Linked DNA regions of Drosophila melanogaster: all the other regions are linked to region 3. A link is a contact called in public Hi-C data. All regions are on one chromosome and are shown on one strand. The core of a region is the stretch at or near the end of the contact, and the rest is flanking DNA. Distances in the headings are between cores, read along the strand shown. Region 1 overlaps bun (bunched). Region 2 holds the start of bun (bunched). Region 3 holds the start of lncRNA:CR44197 (long non-coding RNA:CR44197).

Region 1 (3,587 bases), core at 404-2,903, 620 kb before region 3:
TTTGGTGGCATATTAGTTTCAAATAAAAATGGATCAAGTAACAGGAAAATTAACAAGAAAATGGACCAGCGAAATGTGCTGTTTTTCAAATATTAAATTAAAATTAAATTTTAAATATATATTATATTATATTAAATTATTAAAGCTCGTTCTTGAATTGATGGAACCAATTGGATAAGATTAAATAGTTTTCCTTGAAAACAGGTATGTCATTTTGGGTTGCACCACCAAGTAGTACTCCAGTAGTACTCAAGTAGTACTCCCTCTTCTTGTGATTGAAGTTTAAATTTATTGCTTATTTAAGCAAACAATCTTGGTTAAACAACGACTAATCCTAACCTTTTCCGTAACCCGACTCAAATTAAACTACAGGTCATACAAATCTTTTTGAATATCTGTTTTCTTTTTTGGGCAATCATCTCATGCAAAACTAATGCGTCAGTCGGGACAGGAAGGAGATAAAAATAAAAGTGCAAATTGCATTTAAATTGTCCGGCTGCTGCAGTTTCGGTGAGAGCCATTAAATCGTTTTATTGCTCGGCAGAGTTCGGTCCTCGACAGCCACAAAAGGTACACTCACTCACAGGTAAACAATGATACAGGTAAGGAATCCGACCGCTAATTGCATTCGAATGCCCACGAATTTGTTGTAAAGAGGTATACGACGACCACGGCACGTGTGCGGCTAATTAACTTCTGGCCGAGTGTCAAGCATCGCAAAGATGTCGCGACTTTTCAAGGTTTATGCGCCAAAAGAATGTATATATATCTAACATTACTTGGAAATCCTTTCTATATAAACGATATATCTTGGATATATGTACTATGTACGTATCATTTGCTTGGCTTATTTTTAGGCAATTCAGTTGAATAGACTTTCATCTTGACCTGAATTTTTGCGATGTTTCTATTTTTTGTTTGTTTCTTTGGCTACTTTCTCTTGTTTATTTTGGTTTAATAATAAGAACTCATTGAATTTGTTAGTGCCTCTCATCCTTGTGACCATTTTTTGCACTATAATTTAATTGAAAAAAATTTCAGAGTATTTATTTTACTATTGGCGACATACAGATTTTGGGTTAAGGACAAAAACACGCCAAAAACCAATTACTCAAAAAAAAGGAACTATATAGCTGAAATTATCTGGGTTGGAACATAAAACCATTTGTTTTCTGGTAAAAATGTCATTGTTCTTATACAAGTTTTTTAAGCAATTTTTAACTTGAGTTCTGATTTGGTCGAGTTTGAAATTAACTCTGAGTCATGCGGAATATTGAAGACCCTGAATATTCTACTTTATTATGCCTTCCTAGAATACAATTAACCCTATCAAATATTTGGTCACAAATCAAAAGTTCTTTTTCCACCTATGCCAAAAGGGTCTCAAAACTTGGTAAACAAATACGCTGAACAAAGAGGAACCATCAAAAAATAAAAAGAAAAGAGAACTACAAACAAAACAAAATGAAGAGCCCCACAAAAACAACCATTAAGGAAAAATTAAAACTCGAAAGCGAACAAAAAAAAATGCCCACAAATAATCATGAATTATTCAAGGCCAATCGAGGCAGTCACAATAACACTATTTGATAAAAGTCTGTGTGTATCGTTCGATTTGTGTGTTTACTATTTAGTGTTCTGCACCCAAATAAATGGGGCCTTAAAGCTTTCGGCACAATAGTTCAGTTCGCCATTTTTTTCTATTCGCACTCCACTGTATGTATACCCTTCAAAAAAGGGGTTAGTCATTTTGAGGATTCACTCTGTTCATTTTCAAGAAAACCAGCTAGTGTTAAAAGTGGTATCTTTCGATAGGGTATTCAAACATTCTCTCATTAGATTGACGCTTTATTTCTAGCACGCTCTTTTTGGATGATATATTTTGGGGATGTAGAACTTAATTATTTTGTTTTGCTATATATTTTCTATGTCTATTTTCGGCACAACGCCAGATCGTCAGATCGCACATTTTACCTCTTTACCCCTAACAAGAACTATTCAAAGATGTCAACATAATTTGCATTCCTTCAGTTATTGTGCGGAATATTTTCGATCATTTTCCGTTTCCGTTTTAATTGAATGGTATTCAATTTGTGTGTGTGTGGAATAATTTCATACGTGTACATATGCATATTTAAGCAAATTTAATATATGCAAAAAAATATATGGGTTACTAATTGACTTACGCAGACCACAGAATAACAAAATTTGTTGATTTAATATTAGAAATTATTGTTTTGCTTACCTGCAAAGAGAAGAAGCAGAATAGAGAGTGTCAAAAATATGTAAACAGAATTATTGTCGAATTTATTCTAAGGCAAATAAATAAAACAGTCAGCGGGAAAATAAATTTCTAGGAATATTTATGCAGGCGAATATAGTAAATAACAAGTGGAATATTTTGTTGTTTCGAAAATTGGTAGTCGTCACTAATCAACAAGAGTAAGCTGGCAATATATGTATCTATACTCTGTTTCGTAATAACTACTTTTAATTAATTGATATATTGGGTTTTTTGTTTTCGAATATAAAACTAAATTCGAACAATTTTTTTTGAACATTTGCTTTGAGATTTCCTCCGGAATTTCTCTTGAGAAATTTTCCGTGGCAGACAAACGTTTCTTAATATGTTTTTAGTTGAGTTATAATGCGGAAGCTAAAGTCGCCACAGTTTTATGTGGGGGTCTAAGCAGACTCACACACATATGTACATACATAGTTATAAAAGCACAAACACACCATTCTGTGATATATTTATTGGCGTTTTGTTTTCGCAGCAACGTAGAGCAAAGGCGGGGCCATAACAAAATAGAAATGCCTGCTTGGGGGATAGGCGGCATAAACTTTCTGTGGGGCCAACGGATTGCCAGCTCGTTTCGTCGTGTTGCCTCAAATGACATATTGGTGTCAATTAAAATGCAAAAGGCCCAAAAATAAAGCGAAAGACAAAGCCAGGGAATCAAAACCAACGCACACATTAATCATCCATTGCAAAATCTTATTTAAAAATTTTTTTTTTTTTTTTAGCGATTTGAGTGCGAGTGAGATCGCCATGTCTCGGGCCAAACGCGTTTCGCGTTGGCGTTCGATCATGGCCAAATTTAAATCACATATGTATGTATGTTCGTATGTACATATGTACATATGGGTGTACATACAAGTCCGTCCGAATACATCAGGTGAGGTAGGTGTGTCTCGGCCAATTGCCAACGCGCACGCCACGCACACGCAGCGCATTTGTGATTTTCTTAACTCGGCTGAGATCTGCGATCGCAGATCTGAGATCAGCTGGCTCCAGCTAAGATCATTTGCAAAGTGAGTTGTCGAACAGGTCCCCGAAATAAATGAAAAAAAAAAAAACAAAATCGAATCGGTCGCACCTCGGCCGAAATCGATTAACGCATGTTTTTAAATCAGTCGATGGCGGCGCTGCTGCCCATTTACAATTAATTTATGTCAGCAGTGCACTTGAAAATATGCTAAATCGCTAGCTTAATTGGCACGCTCGTAGGCACATAAAACATAACTTGGCTTTTTTTCTTTGGCCAATGATTAATTATAGTTAGAGAGAAATTTAAAGGGACTTC
Region 2 (3,445 bases), core at 942-3,441, 540 kb before region 3:
TAGCAATCAACCCCGAAATTCCTACATTACAAAAAAAAATGAACTGATTGAATTCTGGTTTGGTCGACGTGACTGTCTGCACACGCATTTCTTTTATGCAGATAGATCCCTGTTCAAGAAACCCCAGCTTATTTCTTGCAACTTCTTGATACCGATACCTATGAAAGTAACTCGCAAAACAATCCAAACCTTTCTGAGTTTGTGCCATCGGTTGTATCAAAGAGTTGGCAGAAATCTGAAGTGTATCCGATTCCTAAACGCAAATATATCGTCCAGTTATAGTTACAAAATGGTGCATGGTAAGCAGAAAAATTTGCCACGCGGCTTGACAAGAAAACCGATCTGGCCTGAGGTTTATTTTGTTTTGCTTTGAAATCGGAGATGCGTTAAAAGGGATGATCATTATGATCGTGAAGATATTGTAGATTGGTTCAAGGGCATTCAAAGCTAATCAGATTTATTCATTTCAAGTTTGTATAAAAAGGGTACTCATACAGAGTGAATTTCATATTTTAGTTCATAAACTAGAAATTAATATTCTCAGAAATGCTGGTTGGTTTTTGCAAATCTACTATTATTGCACACCGCTGTTATTAAATACGTATCCATAATTCTAAACACTTGTGTGTAATTCGAGTTACCGTTAACCAAACAGAACACACAATTTTTTATATGAATTTCTACTAAAAATCACATATGAAAAAAAAATTACCCCATAATATCGGATGGCAAATAAGCAGAAAATTGCAAAATGGCACAAAAACAAAACTAACACTTGACTAAACAATCAAGGCGAAGCAGAACAGAAAATAAACAACAATGCCGGGCCAGCTGACATTATAAACAAAGGTAAATGGCACATAAAATACAGTAGAAAACGAAGGAATATTGGAGTTAATCAAATGCTTGGCCAGCTGTTTTGGAGAAATGGGAATGGAAAGAGGAAATGGGAAAAATCTAAGGTACAAAGTGCAAGCTGCAACAACAACTGAGCGAAAGTGAAGAAGCAGACCAAAAGGATGGGCACACACGCTGACACACACACACACACACACACCAACAATTACGCGACTGTTTTGCACTTTTGTTTCATTGAATTTCTCTGATTTTTCCTTCGTTTTGAAACATGTTTCGATTTGCTTTGCTTTTTTATTGGTTACTTTCTGATCGATTTGTTGCACTAAGAGGCAAAGGCCTCTCTTTTACATTTTTACCACACTTACGCGTATGTCAAACAATTTAAAATTACTTGTTTCTTGGCGTAAAACAATAAACTTAAAACAAGCGAACGGCCACGAATTTAATTTGGATGGGATATTAGTTTTTCGTTGCGTTTTGCTAATCGGACAAAAGGAAGGTAAATGACAGTTTTGACACTTGGCTGTGCACAAGCAAAAAGCGGAGAGCACTGCGAGAGAGTCGATTCGGAGAGCGAAAAAATGAGTGAGAGAGAGATGGAGAGAGAGAGAGAGGAATTAAATAAACGAAAAAGCGTGCATGAAAAATTGGCGAAAAAAGTTTTGTGCAAAAAAAAAAAGCGAAACGCCGAACTGCGGAAAGCAAACAATCGAATTCAACATTTTTTGTGCAAATTTTAACGCCAGGGAATTTTTTTCTTTTTAGTTTTCCTGGCAAAGGCGGCTCACACCCACACATACACAAACTCTCTCTCTATGTCTCTCTTTCGCTGCCACTCTCTTCAAATCTGCAGAGAGTCGGCAATCCACAATTTTTCGTTCTTTCGATTTTGCACATCTCTCCGCTTGTCACTTTACTTTTCGCAGCTCTTTGGCTTTTTGCAAATAAATTAATTTTTCAGCGCACATATAAATTTTCCATCAGTGCCATTTGTGCTCCGTTTTCTTATTCAATTTACACGCACACACAGCCGCAGCAGCAGCGCACACACATCTCTACATCTGCATGCCAGCTCGCTCACACACACAGCGACGCACACGTCACACTCATACACTCACACGCACGCACATACACAGTTTTTTCTTCGATTTTGCGCTAGCTCTCGCAGCCTTTTTTCGCTTTTCCTCGTCGTTTTCAAGGGCGCCGCGAGTTAAGCGATTTTGCAATACGTTCGCGGCGCGTTCGATTTGCGTTCTTTTACTTTTTATCCGTCTGCAGACAGCGAAAAAGACCAACAACTTGCCTTGCGTTTTTGTCCCAACTCAAAATGCCAATAAAAATATAATATCAAATAATAATACCAAATACTGAATACGGGATTTTTGGCACATATAGCGGTCACACTATACTGTTCAAAACTGATATTTTAGCATTTTTTGGTTTGGTTCTGTGCTAAATACAACTATCGATTGTTAAGTTCTACACGCAGGCGATTGTCGTGCGATATACGATATCGTTTACATATCGTTTAGAAATCCCTAGCGCAACATTGGCGCTCGTTTTTCCATTATTCGAAAATGAATTTAACATAAAATTAACATATACTTTAGAACTAAGTTATACTAAGGCGAGTGGCACAACTCTACTTTTATTTGATTGTTTTAGGAATCATTTTTGTATATAATGGGCTTATATAATGTCGATAATAAGTTCTGGTCAAAAATCGGACTATTATAAATTTTAATTATATTTATATTTAATATCATATCATCTATAATTATCATATAATATAGTTAAATTTTTTATTAGCAAAATAACTGCAGTAGTTACTCTTTTTGTGTCGAAATCACTGAAAAAATCGTTAAACAGATCCCGCGTCGAAGTACCGAACCAACAATTTTACATTTACATATATTTTACATTGGTTCGCTTCTTTGCTTTGATTTAGAAGCGAATTTCAACGAATCTAAGCGAATTCAAACGACTAAAATTCGATTGGTAAATCTTTATAAAAATATATGTAACAAATAATTTGAATCATTAAGAAAATTAATACCTTAACAATGCTTAAATTTGTATACTTTACTTGTTTTTATAAACAAAATAGATACATAGAACTGGCGCTCAGTTTTCTATTTTTTCTATTAAATTTTTCTATTGATGTTTATTAAAGCTTAAAAATAAACATAAATTATTGCCAGTAATTATGTAACTGCTTTTGAGCATTTCCTGTTCTAGCGCTAAGACTTCTCAAGAAAGTTTTGTGGAGTAACAGGTATCTGATAGTCGCACTGCTGCTTGTTACCTTCTTGCATTTATTTAACTCTTTGGTTCTTCTTTTAATTAAGTACCTTGCTGATACTCTGCTTGCTAACTTTAATCAGTTAAGACTTTAAATATATTCAACTCTTACCAACTTTCTTAAGCTGGCTAACGGGTATCTAATAGTCACACCATTCGACTAAGACATTCCTTTTTTCTTTTTTTTTTCGTCCTGATGGAGTTCAGTGAAGCGTTCTGATTTTCTTGTCAAAGCGGAAAGAAATCACGCTAATGATCGACGCACCCTCCACCAATTGAAACTCCA
Region 3 (3,851 bases), core at 286-2,785:
AGGGTAGGAAAATGAAAGAAAACCCTTACTAAGAGTTGAAACAATCATTCTATGATGTGCAGCGAAATACTTTATATTTTAGAAACTTTAAATTTGAAAACTATACGGTTGCTAACAAAACTAATATTTAAGTTTATGAAGACTTCAATGTGAAACTTTTGGAGCTTTTAATAAAATGATTTTGCAGCATGTGCCTGGCAGGAATGACATATTTTGAGCGAAAACTTCCGATCGATGACTTAGCCATGGCTTCATGACACTTTTGACACTATGTATGCACTAAAAGGCATCTGGCACAGCCCCCGATAACCCGATGGAAACCCCTAGAAATCCACCATGTAGTAGTATACCAAGACCAGAGTGTTTAAAATTCTATCTACGGACCGCACAAGTGTCCGTGTTTGCATTGCCGCGCTCGTTTGTCGTCTATTTGCTTAGACATTGCGCTCGCATCGTTTGGAATCGCATCGCTTGGCCCGGCGCACATGGCGTATGCGTAACCTTGAGCTTTGTATTCCGATGATATTGCACAGGCAAGTTGCTAGCAGACCGACATCGATGATGATGATGTTTCTGCTGCTGCTGCAGAATCGGGCAGCTAACGACACGCATATGACTGCAATATGCTTGAAAAATATAACAATTATGGCTAGTTAAGAATTCCGTTCCTCTCGACATTTCCCTCCATCTCTTTTTATGGCCATGCAGTGCAATTAGTTACTTGAGTGCTGAGTACATAGTGGACTCGTAATCGATTCGAATGATTATGGACGTCTAGTTCTTCGAGGTCTCGGCGGACAGTCGATTTGCAGTAGAGTTGAAGAGATAGGCTGCAAGCAACTTAAGTTTTAAATTATACATGAATAACATATTTCTAAATAGATGAATTTTTTTTACAAATCAATAGTTAGAAAAAGCTATAATCTCTTGTTTATTTGGTTTGGTTTATTTGGATTCCTTATGGATTATCCTTGTCGTTGTGGTTTTCCTTGCGCTTTACACATTGGGATCACATACTCATTGAGCTTGCCCAAGCCAACTCTCCCCGATCGAATTGCCAGTGCCATCGCTGCGGATGCGTAATCGAATCATCGATATTGCGCATACGCAATGTAATCCACTTCCAGCTTCAACCTTGCTACTTCCACGCTAACGATCTTCCGGCTGGCATAAGTACAAAGGAAATTGGCGATAGCGAAAACAACTTCGGCAGCATCAATAACAAATAACTACAACCGGTCAGCTGCATTAATGCCAAGAATTTCTAATAGGAAATGCCGAACGAACAGAAAAATACTGAAATTGCTCCAGCAACTCGACAAAAGCAGCCAGCCATTAAAAAAAAGGCGCGACATTGCGGGGTTGGGGAGCTTAAAAAAAAGTTTTGCTTACGTGACCACAGCAGCAGCAGAAGATTTACACGTCTGACCTTGGGGGCGAAAATCTTGCTGCAATCTTCAATAATAAAATTAAATATAATTGCCGGAGGGAGACGATAGAATAGAGAGCTGCTTCCAGCACCAACACCAAATGCAACAACTACAATGGCAAATGCAAAAGCAAACTGCCAATCAAATTGTCAGTCAAGTGGAAAAGAGCAAAAACTGCAACACGAGCGGGCCAGCGAAGAAATTTCCACAAGGCGAAACTTCTCGCTCTTCCCCATCACAGAACTGAATACAACCGAATAGAATAGAACTGAACTGAACAGTATAGAATACAACCGAGAGATCGGGCAGAAAACTAACACCCCGGCCATATATTCCATATAGTATAGATGGGATGTGTGCGAAACTTGGCAAAAACAAATAGTGCAAAGACCTTGAAACGCTGCTGGGATTGGAGGCATCCGAAACAACAACAAAATGCAAAATCACCCTGGAATAACCGGCAACAACTAAGCTAAAAAAAAAAAAAAAATACGACAACAACAACAACAAGCTAAACAACAAAAATTACAAAATGCAACACGCAAACTTAGAACCGAAACGAGCGAAACAAATCGACAGGCGGATGGAACGGCAACAATGGCATCAGCCGCAGCGCGGTTAAAAATAAAGAAATAAATAAACAAAAAATACTTGCAACTACATATTTCTAAAGAAACCACTGAGAACTTTGCCTCAGCATCGACGACGAATTGGAATGACCCTTTTAACCATTGATAATCAAAAGTTTTGATAAGAAAACAGTGAAGAATTTCAGAAAAAAATATTAAATTGTATTGTAGCATTACAGCATTTATCACGACTTAAAACACGGTTTATGTTCACTTAAGCAAAGTAAAATCATAAAAAATATTTGCGTTCATAGCATTTACTTAATTAAAAAATGCATAAATCTAGCTTTTATCGTTTGTGTTTGAACAAACACAAAAAAAAAACTATTTTCTCGTTTATAAACTTGGCCGGCAAACATGACCAACACCTGCCTTTCCATCCAATGGCTAATCAAACATTAAAGCCAATTGAATATTAATCGCACTATTAGAAGCTCGTGCTTGTTAATTATTTGTTAGGGTATTTCAAGTTGACCTCAAAAGCTATCCCAAAGTTGCATTCTGCAGCGGCGGCTGCTAAGCAATTTGTAAAATGAGCGGATTGCAGATTGTGAATTCGCAGGGTGGCAGCCAGGGGATGGAAGCTGGTAAAGCAAAAGGCTTGTGGTTATGGGTTTGTACTTGGCACCAGCTCATTTCATTATCATCTTCATTAGGAGAGTGCGAGGGGTTGGGGTTCGGTGGTTGGGGGGTTGGAGGTTGCAGATGCAGCGAGGGCTGCGAGATAAGCTGAGGCGGATTCGGATTCTCCATTGCATTTCAGATTCAGAAAAGCTCCGCGCTTTTTCCATAGTCGCTGCTTTGCCGACTGCCCGTACAGTGGCCACTCGCTAAGGGATATTCGGCTACATTGTCATATTTTTCTGCCAGTTAAGTTTTCCACCCTTTTTGGTTTTTTAAACATTTAGTTTTAAATTTAAATAATAATTACATTCAAGTTTGGAAGTATTTTCGAATTTTCAAGCGAAATTTTAAATTTTCAGATACAAAATTCTGTAAAAATGAAGAATTGTTTTTGAATTCTAAGGAATCTAATAAATAAACTTAAAAAGTGCTTGCATGCTTAGCGAAATTAGAAAAACCTGCCACAGCATGTGTGCTGCTTATTAGCCACCACTGTGTTTCTGTTTTAGTTTAGCAATAACTTTTTGCTGCTGTTGTTGTGCGGAAATTTCGCAGTGCTTTTTTATATTTTATTTTTTGTTGCTCAGCAACGCCCATTTGACCGCAGTGCAAGAGTGCGAAAGAGATGGACGACGAGCGGGACGTGGAGGGCGCGATGCTGGACGGCAACTAAATCATGTGACTTTTTCCTCCGCCTTAACAGAAACGCTTTTTGTCGTCCCCTAAATGGACTTCTAAAGTGGATTTTTTTTTATGCGAGAATTTCGGTTATTAAGCAAAGTTCAGAACAATGCAGTTTTGTTGATTTGTTGCTGCCGCCGCGATGAGTTAAAGTCGCATTTTTATGGGAAAGGGGAATTTTTGAGACCGGCTTTCTTGGGTTAAGGGTTGGTGGGAACAAGGGTTGCGGCTCTGGTATTGTGGTTCGTCAAATGGAAATTGAGCTGGGAATTACCTTAACCTGAGAGGAACTGATCTATTGAAAGATTCAACTTATTAGCCATGAATTCTGGGAATTAAGCTAAAACGAGCTCTACTCTAAATGGGCTGATTATTCCAAGTTGTCAATAATGACAGGAATCTGTAGGGATTTGCATTGTTAACGAAGTGCTTTATTTATTGTTGCAAGAATTCTCATTACTTATAGTTAATTTTGTGTGGATGGTGA

Evidence for each region. A called contact is a pair of places that touch in the nucleus more often than the background predicts.
Region 1: a Hi-C map of the Kc167 cell line shows a contact between it and region 3, with 4 times the contacts expected there. A contact is called at or near these places in 2 of 107 Hi-C or Micro-C datasets (the Kc167 cell line and the S2 cell line) and 1 of 7 datasets of targeted methods (the S2 cell line).
Region 2: a contact with region 3 is called in a Hi-C map of the Kc167 cell line, with 4 times the contacts expected there. A contact is called at or near these places in 1 of 107 Hi-C or Micro-C datasets (the Kc167 cell line) and 1 of 7 datasets of targeted methods (the Kc167 cell line).

The regions. Positions count from the first base shown.
Region 1 is chr2L:12,466,173-12,469,759 of dm6, forward strand. All of the region lies in intron 6 of bun (bunched), which reads right to left. Among named protein-coding and RNA genes, the nearest start is that of mir-967, 7.9 kb to the left of the region's middle.
Region 2 is chr2L:12,544,420-12,547,864 of dm6, forward strand. It overlaps bun (bunched), which reads right to left and starts at 2,192. Exons shown (of 7, transcript NM_001042894.2): 1 at 1,224-2,192.
Region 3 is chr2L:13,088,268-13,092,118 of dm6, forward strand. It overlaps lncRNA:CR44197 (long non-coding RNA:CR44197), which reads left to right and starts at 1,536. Exons shown (of 1, transcript NR_073767.1): 1 at 1,536-2,292.